Linked DNA regions of Sus scrofa: region 1 is linked to region 2. The links are chromatin contacts, called in public HiChIP or PLAC-seq maps. All regions are on one chromosome and are shown on one strand. Each heading gives the region's core, a stretch centred on a gene start, on an enhancer-like site or on the middle of the called end of the contact. The rest is flanking DNA. Distances are from core to core; before and after follow the strand shown.

The links. HiChIP or PLAC-seq counts read pairs in DNA pulled down with a chosen protein or histone mark.
Region 1: a contact with region 2 is called in an H3K27ac HiChIP or PLAC-seq map of alveolar macrophages. The contact joins the promoter of ECT2L here to the promoter of REPS1 in region 2. A contact is called at or near these places in 1 of 5 promoter capture datasets (fetal skeletal muscle), 1 of 47 Hi-C or Micro-C datasets (retroperitoneal adipose tissue) and 2 of 2 datasets of contacts at active chromatin or transcription factors (alveolar macrophages and skeletal muscle).

What each region holds. Positions count from the first base shown.
Region 1 is chr1:25,642,577-25,647,698 of Sscrofa11.1, forward strand. ECT2L (epithelial cell-transforming sequence 2 oncogene-like) reads right to left here and starts at 1,713. Exons shown (of 20, transcript XM_021087372.1): 1 at 1,617-1,713. It overlaps CCDC28A (coiled-coil domain containing 28A), which reads right to left. Exons shown (of 6, transcript NM_001244669.1): 6 at 4,421-4,984. The coding sequence ends at 4,930.
Region 2 is chr1:25,477,995-25,482,742 of Sscrofa11.1, forward strand. REPS1 (ralBP1-associated Eps domain-containing protein 1) reads left to right here and starts at 3,289. Exons shown (of 20, transcript XM_021087342.1): 1 at 3,289-3,768. The coding sequence starts at 3,616.

The sequences.
Region 1 (5,122 bases), core at 463-2,962, 160 kb after region 2:
ATGTACATTAGTTTGCACCACTGTCCTAGACACTGACTTGGAGTGGAAACTGGAAACAAACACTGTTCTCGGCCACAAAGGTATCTACATTTGAGCACTTCTACAGTGCACACCCTAAGTTGTACAATGATTCATTTACTTTCTTACCTAAAATTTAATTCCTTAAATATGCCTCCTCTGAAGTTGTATGGTTCTAAAGACTGCATAAAAATAGAGTACAGGAAAAGTGAGAGTAGGGAAAAAATAGAAATATAGACAACTTCAGTTAAATATCATATATTCAGGGCACATGAAAATATGACATTTTAAACATAAACTTGGGGAGTTCCCATCACGGCTCAGCAGTAATGATCCCAACTAGTATCCATGAGGACTCAAGATCCATCACTGGCTTTGCTCAGTGGATTAAGGATTCAGCGTTGCTGTGGCTGTGGCATAGGCTGGCAGCTGTAGCTCCAATTTGACCCCCAGCCTGGGAACCTCCATATGCCACGGGGTGCAGCCCTAAAAAAACAAAAATAAATAAATAAAAATAAACATAAACTGGTATATAACTTTTATTAAATGCACACATAAATAATAAATAAAGTAATAGCATGCTTTGAGGAAATCTGCCCTATGAATAGCACAGGAGGGGAAAGCAAATACCATACCTGTGAGACCAAATTGGGTGTAATCAAATGCTGGATTTGTTCACTGATACATTTACAGCTATAAAATTAAAATTATAACAAGAAGCAACTATACCATTTAAATTCAATCAAGAAAAACAACCAATTATTTATTGTTCTAAAACTTTCAAGTCCCAAGCCCTACTTTCTTTCATGGAAATAACTTTTTTTAGAGCATGATTTTTGAGCTTCCTGAGGTGCACAAATGTCAAGATGGGCCTGAAAACTTATGCATGGGTTGTGCTGCACTCAAATAAATGTGACTTCCTGATGATCTATTCTCATACATGGCAAGATTTATTAACAAGCAGAGTATGAGTACTTTTAAAAGGATATTTATAAACACTGTGATTTTAAGTGTAAGATTTGATCATATATAATCTTATTCATCAAATCTTAGCATATTTTTTAGAGGTCTAATTGGAGCCGAATCCTTAACCCATTGAGTGGGGCCAGGGATCGAACCCGCAACCTCATGGTTCCCAGTCGGATTCATTTCCGCTGCGCCACGTTGGGAACTCCTTAGCATATTAAGAGCTTTGCATTCTAACCACGACCTGCATTTGCAGTAGTCTTTGTATTTCTCCCCACCCCCATCCTGCTCCCCACCTTTCAGGCTCCCCAGTAGGAAGAGGGTGAACACTAGCAGGAGCCAGTTCGGAATCCTACGAAAATCAGTGCTTTGTTTCTATCTCAAATGAGTGCTGTGCAGGAGATAAGAGTTTGCTGGCCACTGCCCAATTCGAACCTGACCCCAGACAGGGATAGTTTTGTTTTTCCCAAGCGCCACTTCAGGGCACAGGTTTTCCAAGGTCACCGAGGAGATGCCCGGCGAGGGCGCTGCTGAGGGTCTTCCCCAGGCCGCAAGGGGAACTAAAGCGCCCAGTCGTTGGGCCCCGACGGCCCCAAGCAACAGCTGTGTGGCCCAGAAGTCAAGAGCTTTACCTCTGGGAAGTGGCGGAGAGACCAGGCTCCAGGCACAGCCTCCTCGTGGGACTGCGTTGCGCCTTGAAAGCAGAACCCAGGCTGCAGCTCGGGGAGGGGGCGGGGCCGCAGCGCGCCGTCTCTATGGACACCGGACAACACGGCCCTGCCCCACGCAGCCGGCGGGCAGTACCCACGCCTCGGCCTGAGGTGCGGGAGGGATGCTTGGCGACCCCACCTTCCCGGCTGGAGGCCCCAGAAGCCCGGCGGACCACGCCCCCCTCTCCATGGTTGCACCAGTTTCTAGCTTGGCCCGCGTTTACGCTCCTTTATCACCCTCCACGGAGTCTCCCAAAGGATCCGGCGCCTCATTGGGAGCCCAATAAGACCTAGAAGACGCGGAACTGAGGGGCCAGACCCCAAGAAGAGACGGGGATCCTGAAGCCAACGTTTGGTTGGTCTCAAAGAAAGCCAGCAGTTTTAAGACTGTGTGATGGGAAAGATGGGGGGTTTCCTCAGCAGATCTTCAGAGTATTTTAATACTTATTACTGCCAATTTTCACATTACACAGGATGTACCAAAACCAAAACAGTCCTTCTTAGTTTCTAATGGTTCTGGTCAAAATACCTTTTAAGTATTTATTGTGAATCTTGTAAATTTTTTTCTTTTAAAAAGATGAATAGTTACTGCCAAGGAAGGATGTTCACAACAGGAAAAGCAGGTTAGGAAACCATATGGATAGTACTACCTAATTTTTGTAAATAAACATCTAAGAAGTCTATAAGTATGTAAACAGATGTTTAAAATGATTTGCTCTGGTAGTATCCTTTTTTTAAAAAAAAAAAAATTATTTTTTAGGCCCCACCCGGGGCATATGGAGGTTCCCAGGCTAGGGGTCAAATCAGAGCTGCAGCTGCAGGCCTACACCACAGCAATGCCAGATCCAAGCGGTGTCTGTGACCTACCCCATGGCTCACGGCAATGCCGGATCCTTAACCCACTGATCGAGGCCAGTGATCAAACCCGCGGCCTCATGAATATTAGTTAGGTTCATTAGCCTCTGAGCCACGACAGGAACTTTTTTTTTTTAAATGCCTGCACTTGCGGCATAAGGAAGTTCCCAGGCCAGGGATTGAACCCCACCTGCTTGTAGTCGGATTCCTAACCCAGTGCACCATGATGGGAACTCTGGTAGTACTTTTTAAAAGTCATCTGTAATTAAAATTTTTCTGTAATAAATATGCAACATCTATATAATATTTTATTCTAATAAGGTTTTATTCTAAGCACCTCATTTTTTCTTCTGTTGTCTTTAACACATGTTTAAGTAGTGTGAAAGGATACTAATTAGATACACTAAAAACTTGTTACCTAGGACCCACATGGGGTTCTTGACACAAAGGACAAAGGAACCAACTGAATAAACAAGGTCAATCTGCTGCCCTGCAGCTAATCCATGGGGAAACAGCTTTTGCTGTACTGTCTCAGGACCCATCCAAAAAAAACGTATCAAGTGGCAAATTTACCTTTTGCTGTCAGACCCTAGAAGGTTTTTTTTTTTTTTTTTTTTTTTTTTTTCAGGACTCCCTATTCGCTCAACCTAAGAGAAAAGTTTTGAAGGTTGCATTTAATGTTCTGGTGGTTTTCATTTTTAAAAGGGGTATTAAAAAGACTGATTAGACAAACTAATCAAACTTCTTTGAATACAGAATGCCAAAAATTACAAAAATTGAGATTTTAAAAAATAGTGTTCAATGGGTCCCCATCGTTCATCTCCAATTGGGTGCTTATTTCTGTGGCCTGGAAATAAGGAGGAAGAAGTATGGGCCTATTCTACAAAGGTGAAGGCAATTGAGCTACAAATGGATAAACAAAAGGTGGTCTATCCATACAGTGGAATGTAATTTGGCCAGGAAAAAAAGTCTGATACATGGATGAACCCTGAAACCTTGAAAACATTATACTAAGAAGCCAGTCACAGAAGACCATGTATTATATGATTCCATTGGTAGAAAATGTCCAGAATAGGCAAATCCATAGAAACAGGAAGTAGATTATTGTTGCCAAGGGCTGAGGGGTTTGGGAGATAGGGAGTGACAGCTGATGAGTTTCTTTCTAAGGTGATGAAGACATTCCAGAATTAAATCATGGTGATGGATGCACAACTCTGAATCTACATCACTGAATTGAATGCTTTAAAAAGGGTGAATTTTATGGCATATGAATCATTTCAATAAAGCCGTTTAAAAGCTAATGTTAATAAACTACTGTTTGCTGAACATTAGCTCATGTCAGCCAAGCACCATATGTGTACTTTTAAACGTCCTCCTCATAACCACCAGTACAAGTTGGTTATTAACCTTTTCCCAACTGAAAAACAAAAATTACAACAGAAGTGAATAAACACACATGAACCCAAAGCTAAGGAGCAGCGTGGGGGTTCATACCAAGGTCTAAGTAAGGTCAAAGCCCATGCCTGGGAGCTCCCGTTGTGGCTTAGCTGACACAGTGTCTGTGAGGATGCAGTCTGATCCCTGGCCTCCTTCAGCGGGTAAAGGATCTGGTGTAGCTGTGGCTGTGGCCTACAGCTGCAGCTCCAATTTGATCCCTAGCCCGGGAACTTACATATAACAGTTGTGCGGGCCTAAAAAGAAGAAGGAAAAAAAAAAAAAAAAGCCCATGCTCTTTTCATTACAATATTTAATGTGTACAAGGTGCATGATTGCAAGAACCTCCAATTTTCTAAACATAGTTTACCCTTGAGGACTGAACCCTTGTATTCCCAGATTGAAGGTTATAGGTTACTCCAAAACAGACAAAGAGATGAATTTAAAACAATCACTTTATTAAAAATAGCAAATTTCGCAAATAATCATTAAACATTTTATTGTCACTGGCCGTTGGAAAACACGCCAGGCGTGTCTATTGATTGTCTACTGTAAACTGAAGCTGGGCTGCCACGAAAAGCCTGTGCACCATCAACTTGGGACCAACAGTGGAATAAGTTTGGTGAGCTCAGGAAGGATAGATCCTTCAGCCCTATCAACATTTAGCACAACACATTTCAAGTATAACCCCATAAGGCAACAATATAAAGCATAGCAGCAAAAGCTCTGTATCACATTTCCTGATTAAGCCTTCAACAAGGCCTAGGCCTCCAGTTACGGTGAATTATGGCACGTTAACTAAAAGCAGCATGTGAAAGCAATCACTGCACTTGCACTTTGATTACTTTAATTCCTTATTGTGGAAGATGATTCTGCTACTGGATTCAGCTGGAAAGTAAAGGATGCTGCTTTTCTTCAAACCACGAGAAAGCAAGTGCACTTCATTTTAGCTGGTAGAAGTGTTTGGAACATCTTGAGCATCTGCCAAATGTAGTTTCTGTCTGAATTCGTCAGTTAAGAAGATTTTCATTCTCTAATGGGTACTCCTTTTACATTCCTAGAAATTACATTCAAGAGCTAAAAGACAGATTTAAAAAAAAAAAAAAGGAAACATGTTTAAAGGGAAAGTGCCTACGCTG
Region 2 (4,748 bases), core at 2,039-4,538:
AAGGTATAGAAACAGAAAACAAATTGGTGGTTGCCAGGGACTAAGGGTAGAGGGCAGAATTAGTACAAAGGGGAAGCACAAAGGAATTTTAGGGGAGAATCACAGAATGGTTCTGCATCATGATTTTGCATTTTTCAAAACTCACAGAACCTAAATAGCAGAAAATAAGAATTTTATTGCATTTAATTTATTTTTAAAAGTTGACGAGAAGTTTCCAGTTGAACAGTTGATATTTGCGAGCAAGAATCGACTATTTGATCTTACCTGAAGATCAGCATCTTTAAATTTGTAGCTATATAATACAGGCCATCTGTTTTGAAATGGCTTTCTCATGATGTCACTTTAAGAAATTGATGTATCTAGAAATGTTTAGAAAAGAAGTTAGACTTGAACTAAAGGGCCTGTATGTTAAATCATTTTTTCCTTTATACCTGAAAATATAAATTTAAGTGACAGATGTAGAGAAGAATCCCTTTCATTTGTGAAACTGTTAAACCCTCCAGCACAAAACCAACCCAGTATTCAGTTGTGGGTAGGAGGGATGGTCTCCCCTTCATGCAAGTCTTTTGGGTTTCTTGAGCTCCTGTCTCCATGGGGAATCTGTATGTGTTTGGAGGCAATTTTATACAGAGTCAGGGCTCCTAACAAACACTAACATTCAGGATTCTTTTTCTACCTCCATGTAAACATTGTATGTCAATAGTATCCCAATTTAAAAATGTAAACAGGAGTTCCTGCTGTGGCACAATGGGTTAAGAACCCAACTATAAACCTGTGTAGGCTCTGCATAGATCACAGGTTGCTGCGGAGGTGCAGGTTCCATCCCCAGTCTGGTGCAGTGGGTTAAAGGTTGCACTGCAGCTGTGGCTTGGTTTCAATCCCATAGGAATGCCCCTATGCCGAAGCAGCCTTAAAAAAAAAAAAAAAAAGTAAACAAGTATATATGTTAATGTAGTGAAATGCGCTATAAGGAAAAATAATTCAGATAAGGAGTTAGAGTGTGGTGGGGGGGCTACTTTAGATCAGGTGTTGAGGGAAGTTCTCTCTGAACTTCTGCTCTACAAACAGGGACCTGAGGTGTGCCAGAACAAGCTACGCAAAGGTTTGTGGGAAGAGCATTTCACGTGGCAGGAGCAAAGGCCTTGGGGCAGGAAAGAGCCTCAGGGCCTAGGAAAGGTGGTGGAGAAAAAGATGCTGAAAACAACTGAGTCATTTCCTACATCATGCAGGCCTCCCTTTTACACTTGTGGAAGACAGGCCAGCTGTGGGTCTCTGATCATCTCTAGCAGCTGTCTTGTAGAGATATGTGAGTTATTGTTGTGGCAAATTTAAAGTTTTAGAGATAGATAGAGAAACGAGATTAATGGCATGATATGTAAGTATATAAAATGATACTATTCAAATACAGCTCCACAATCCCTATTTTTAATAATAATAATAAAAACAAGGTAATAAATACTTATTACTGTATATATTAATATTATATAATGTGTATATATACTCCATTAAAGCCTGGAGTAAAAGGAACAAATATTGACACTAAGTGGCACATATAAAGACTATATATATATATGTATAAAGACTTAGCCTCATGTGAGTTGAGTTGAGATTTTGCCTCCAAAAGAGGCAGGGAAGGTTTTGCTGCCAAAGTGCTACAAAAAACCTTTGGGTTTTCACTGTTCTCTGAATTTTGGAATTCCAGATAAAGGATTGTAGATCTGGGAGTTCCTGCTGTGGCAGGTTAAGGACCTGACATTGTCTCTGTGAGGATGCAGGGTGGCTCCCTGGCCTTAGTGGGTTAACCATCTCACTTTGCTGCAACCTGTGGGGTAGGCCTCAGCTGCAGCTAGCGTTAGACCCCTAGCCTGGGAACTTCCATATGCTGCAGGTGTGACCGTTAAAAAAAAAAAAAAAAAAAAAAAAAGACTGTAAATCTGTCATAATTTTCTTTCTTGGGCCCTTTGTAAGACCAGTACCTCTCTCTGGGGAGTAATGTGTAGAAGACAAAATGAAAACCAAAACTGAAAAATCTAATTCTGTACTAGCTGCTGTTTTTGAAATATTTCCTATTTGCTAAGGATAAACTCTTTTTTTTTTTTTTTTTTTTTTTTGCTTTTTAGGGGCTGCATTTTGCAGCATATGGAAGTTCCTGGCTAGTATGGGAACTATAGCTGCCGGCCATAGCAATGCCAGATCCCAGCCACATCTGCGACCTATACCACAACTTAGAGTAACACGGATCCTTAACCCAGTGAGCGAGGCCAGGGATCAAATCCGCATCCTCATGGATACTAGTGGAGCTCATTACCGCTGAGCCAAAACGGGAACTTCCAAGGATAAACTCTTGTTAAGATATTCTATTTAAGGTATCTCGAGAATTACCTCTCTTATGGGTGCAGCAGAGAACAGTGCAGTCACATGATCTTCAGAAAGGAGGAAATTAGGGGTGGCAGGAGAAATTCTTGGTGGCCAGAACCACCTTGTCCAGAGAGAAAAATTTCCCCAACTTCCTCCTCTATTCAGCAAGTTTGGCTTGGAGCAAGAGTGGAAGTTAGGTCTCTGTAGTGGTGTCTACACGATGAGAGTTCTCAGATGGAATAGATGCTCATAGCCCTTCAAAACATATAGAAATATTGAACTGATCCTCAATTATTAATTGACCTCAAAGGGTACAACAGAACAATAACAATAACCTTAACAGTTTTCCCCTTTCAGTCAATGTTTATTAACAGTTAGTGCCAAAAGCTTTGAAAACAATCCAAACTGCAGCTTTGTATCTGAGTTCTCCTGGTCTGAATGCGCTGCGCGCTGTTCCCCCCCTTCCCGCCCCCAGCCGCAGACCGCAGACCAGCTCGCAGGGGTCCCAGCTCCTCCAGCCCGCCGCGCCGACGGCCGCTCCGCCGCGGGGCTCCAGCCACCAGGGGGCGCTGCGGCCCCCTCTCCCGGGAGCGGCCGAGCCAGCCCGGTGGGTGTTGCTCTCTCCCTCTCGCGCTCTCTCCTCCCGGCCTCACATCCGGGTCTGGAGCGGGGCCGCCGCTGTCAGTGTCGGTGCGGTCGCGTCGGGGGCCGGGCCGGGGCGCAGTAAATGGCGGCGGAGGGAGGCGGAGCGGCTGCCGCGCTCAGCCTAGAGCCCCCGAAACTTTAGACTAGAAGCCCCACAACTTTTCTGGGAAGTGCTGCCGCTCCGGGGGCGTGGACGGAAGGGGAAGGCGAGGCGGGAAGTCTGGGGGGTGGGGGGAAGCGGCGGGGAGCCGGGGAGACTCGAACCCGCGGCGGGGGCGGAGTCCGCTCGCGCCTCGCGCCGCCGCGGCCCCCGCCTCCTTCCCCGCGTTCTCCTCGCGGCCGCTGAGGCGGAGCGGGAGCCGCGCGACGCGCCGAGCCCGGGACTGCGCGGGGCCTCGTAGGCGGCGGCGCGCCGAGCTCAGCCGGGCCCCCTTCCCGCGACCTCCCAGCCCTGCAGCTCCGACGCCCCCCGCGCGCGCGAGGCCGGGGCTTTCCGCTGCTTCGGGAGGCGAGGAGGAGGAGGCCGGGCGACGCGCAGCCGTCATCCCGGGGTCGCGGGGCCGGGCCCCGGGTGTTGCATGCGGGGCGGGGCGGCCGTGAGCGGAGGCGAAGATGGAAGGTTTAACGCTCAGCGATGCGGAGCAGAAATACTACTCGGATCTCTTCTCCTACTGCGACATCGAGAGCACCAAGAAGGTGGCGGCCAACGGGCGGGTGCTGGAGCTGTTCCGGGCCGCGCAGCTACCCAACGACGTGGTCCTCCAGGTAACGCCACCGCCCTCCCTTCCTGCCGCGTCCGGGGGTCGGCGGACGGCCGAGGGGTCGCCTCTCGGCGGCTCGGGCCTCCAGCCTCTTGCTTCCGCGGGGTGGGAGTGGGCACTGTTTCCAGAAGGGCGAATGGTGGGCAGGTTCCCCCCGGCTCCTCCGCTGCGGGCCGGGGCCGCAGGTGCCCGGGCGGCCGGGATTCGCGAGGGGGAGGGGGTCGCTCCTCGAGGACAAAAGTCAAGCAAATATACAGTGGGGGGGGAGGGTCTGTGTATTATCTCTGAAGCGCCTAAGTCGTGTATCTCTCGGTTGTCCCTTAGAATCTGTTTTTCAGCACTGGAAAAGCAACTTCAGATGCAGGATCTTGGATTGTTACCATGTCTTTGAATCCTAGGTCTTGGTAGTGTATATGTAGCTCTTAGGATCCTACATTGCGGTGAAGTTATCAGTGTAGGCAAAATGTTTTTTAATTCTTGAATTAGCCGAGCAGACACGATAAAGTCGTTTTTATAGACTCAGGAATCGAAAAAGCTTTTTTTTTTTTTTTTAAGGCAGTTAAATTCTTAGGAAGATTAAAAAATTTGAACTTTCAGCTAGTAGTTTGCTTCAGATATGAAAAGAACTTTAACTATAGGATGCGTGGCTGATGTAAACTGGATGGTTTTCCCATTGGCATTCCATAGCATTTGGTGGAACTTGTGGATTGGGTTGGAAGATAAGCATTGAGCAACTGGAAGTCAAAGGTGCATATTTGCCTCAATCTGTAGCATCAGAGGAACAAGCAGAGTAAGTCTTAAGCTTTCTTCATCACGTCTGCTTTTAAAGGAGAAGGCTTCCTAGAAGTTCCTATCTAACATATGTGGTGAGCATTGATGCTGTTCTGTTTAATGATTCATGGCTGCTAGTAAGAGTGTGTCTGAACATGGCATGAAGAACAGGTTTTAAACTTTCGTCTTTATAATGAACCAAGCCAGTTATAC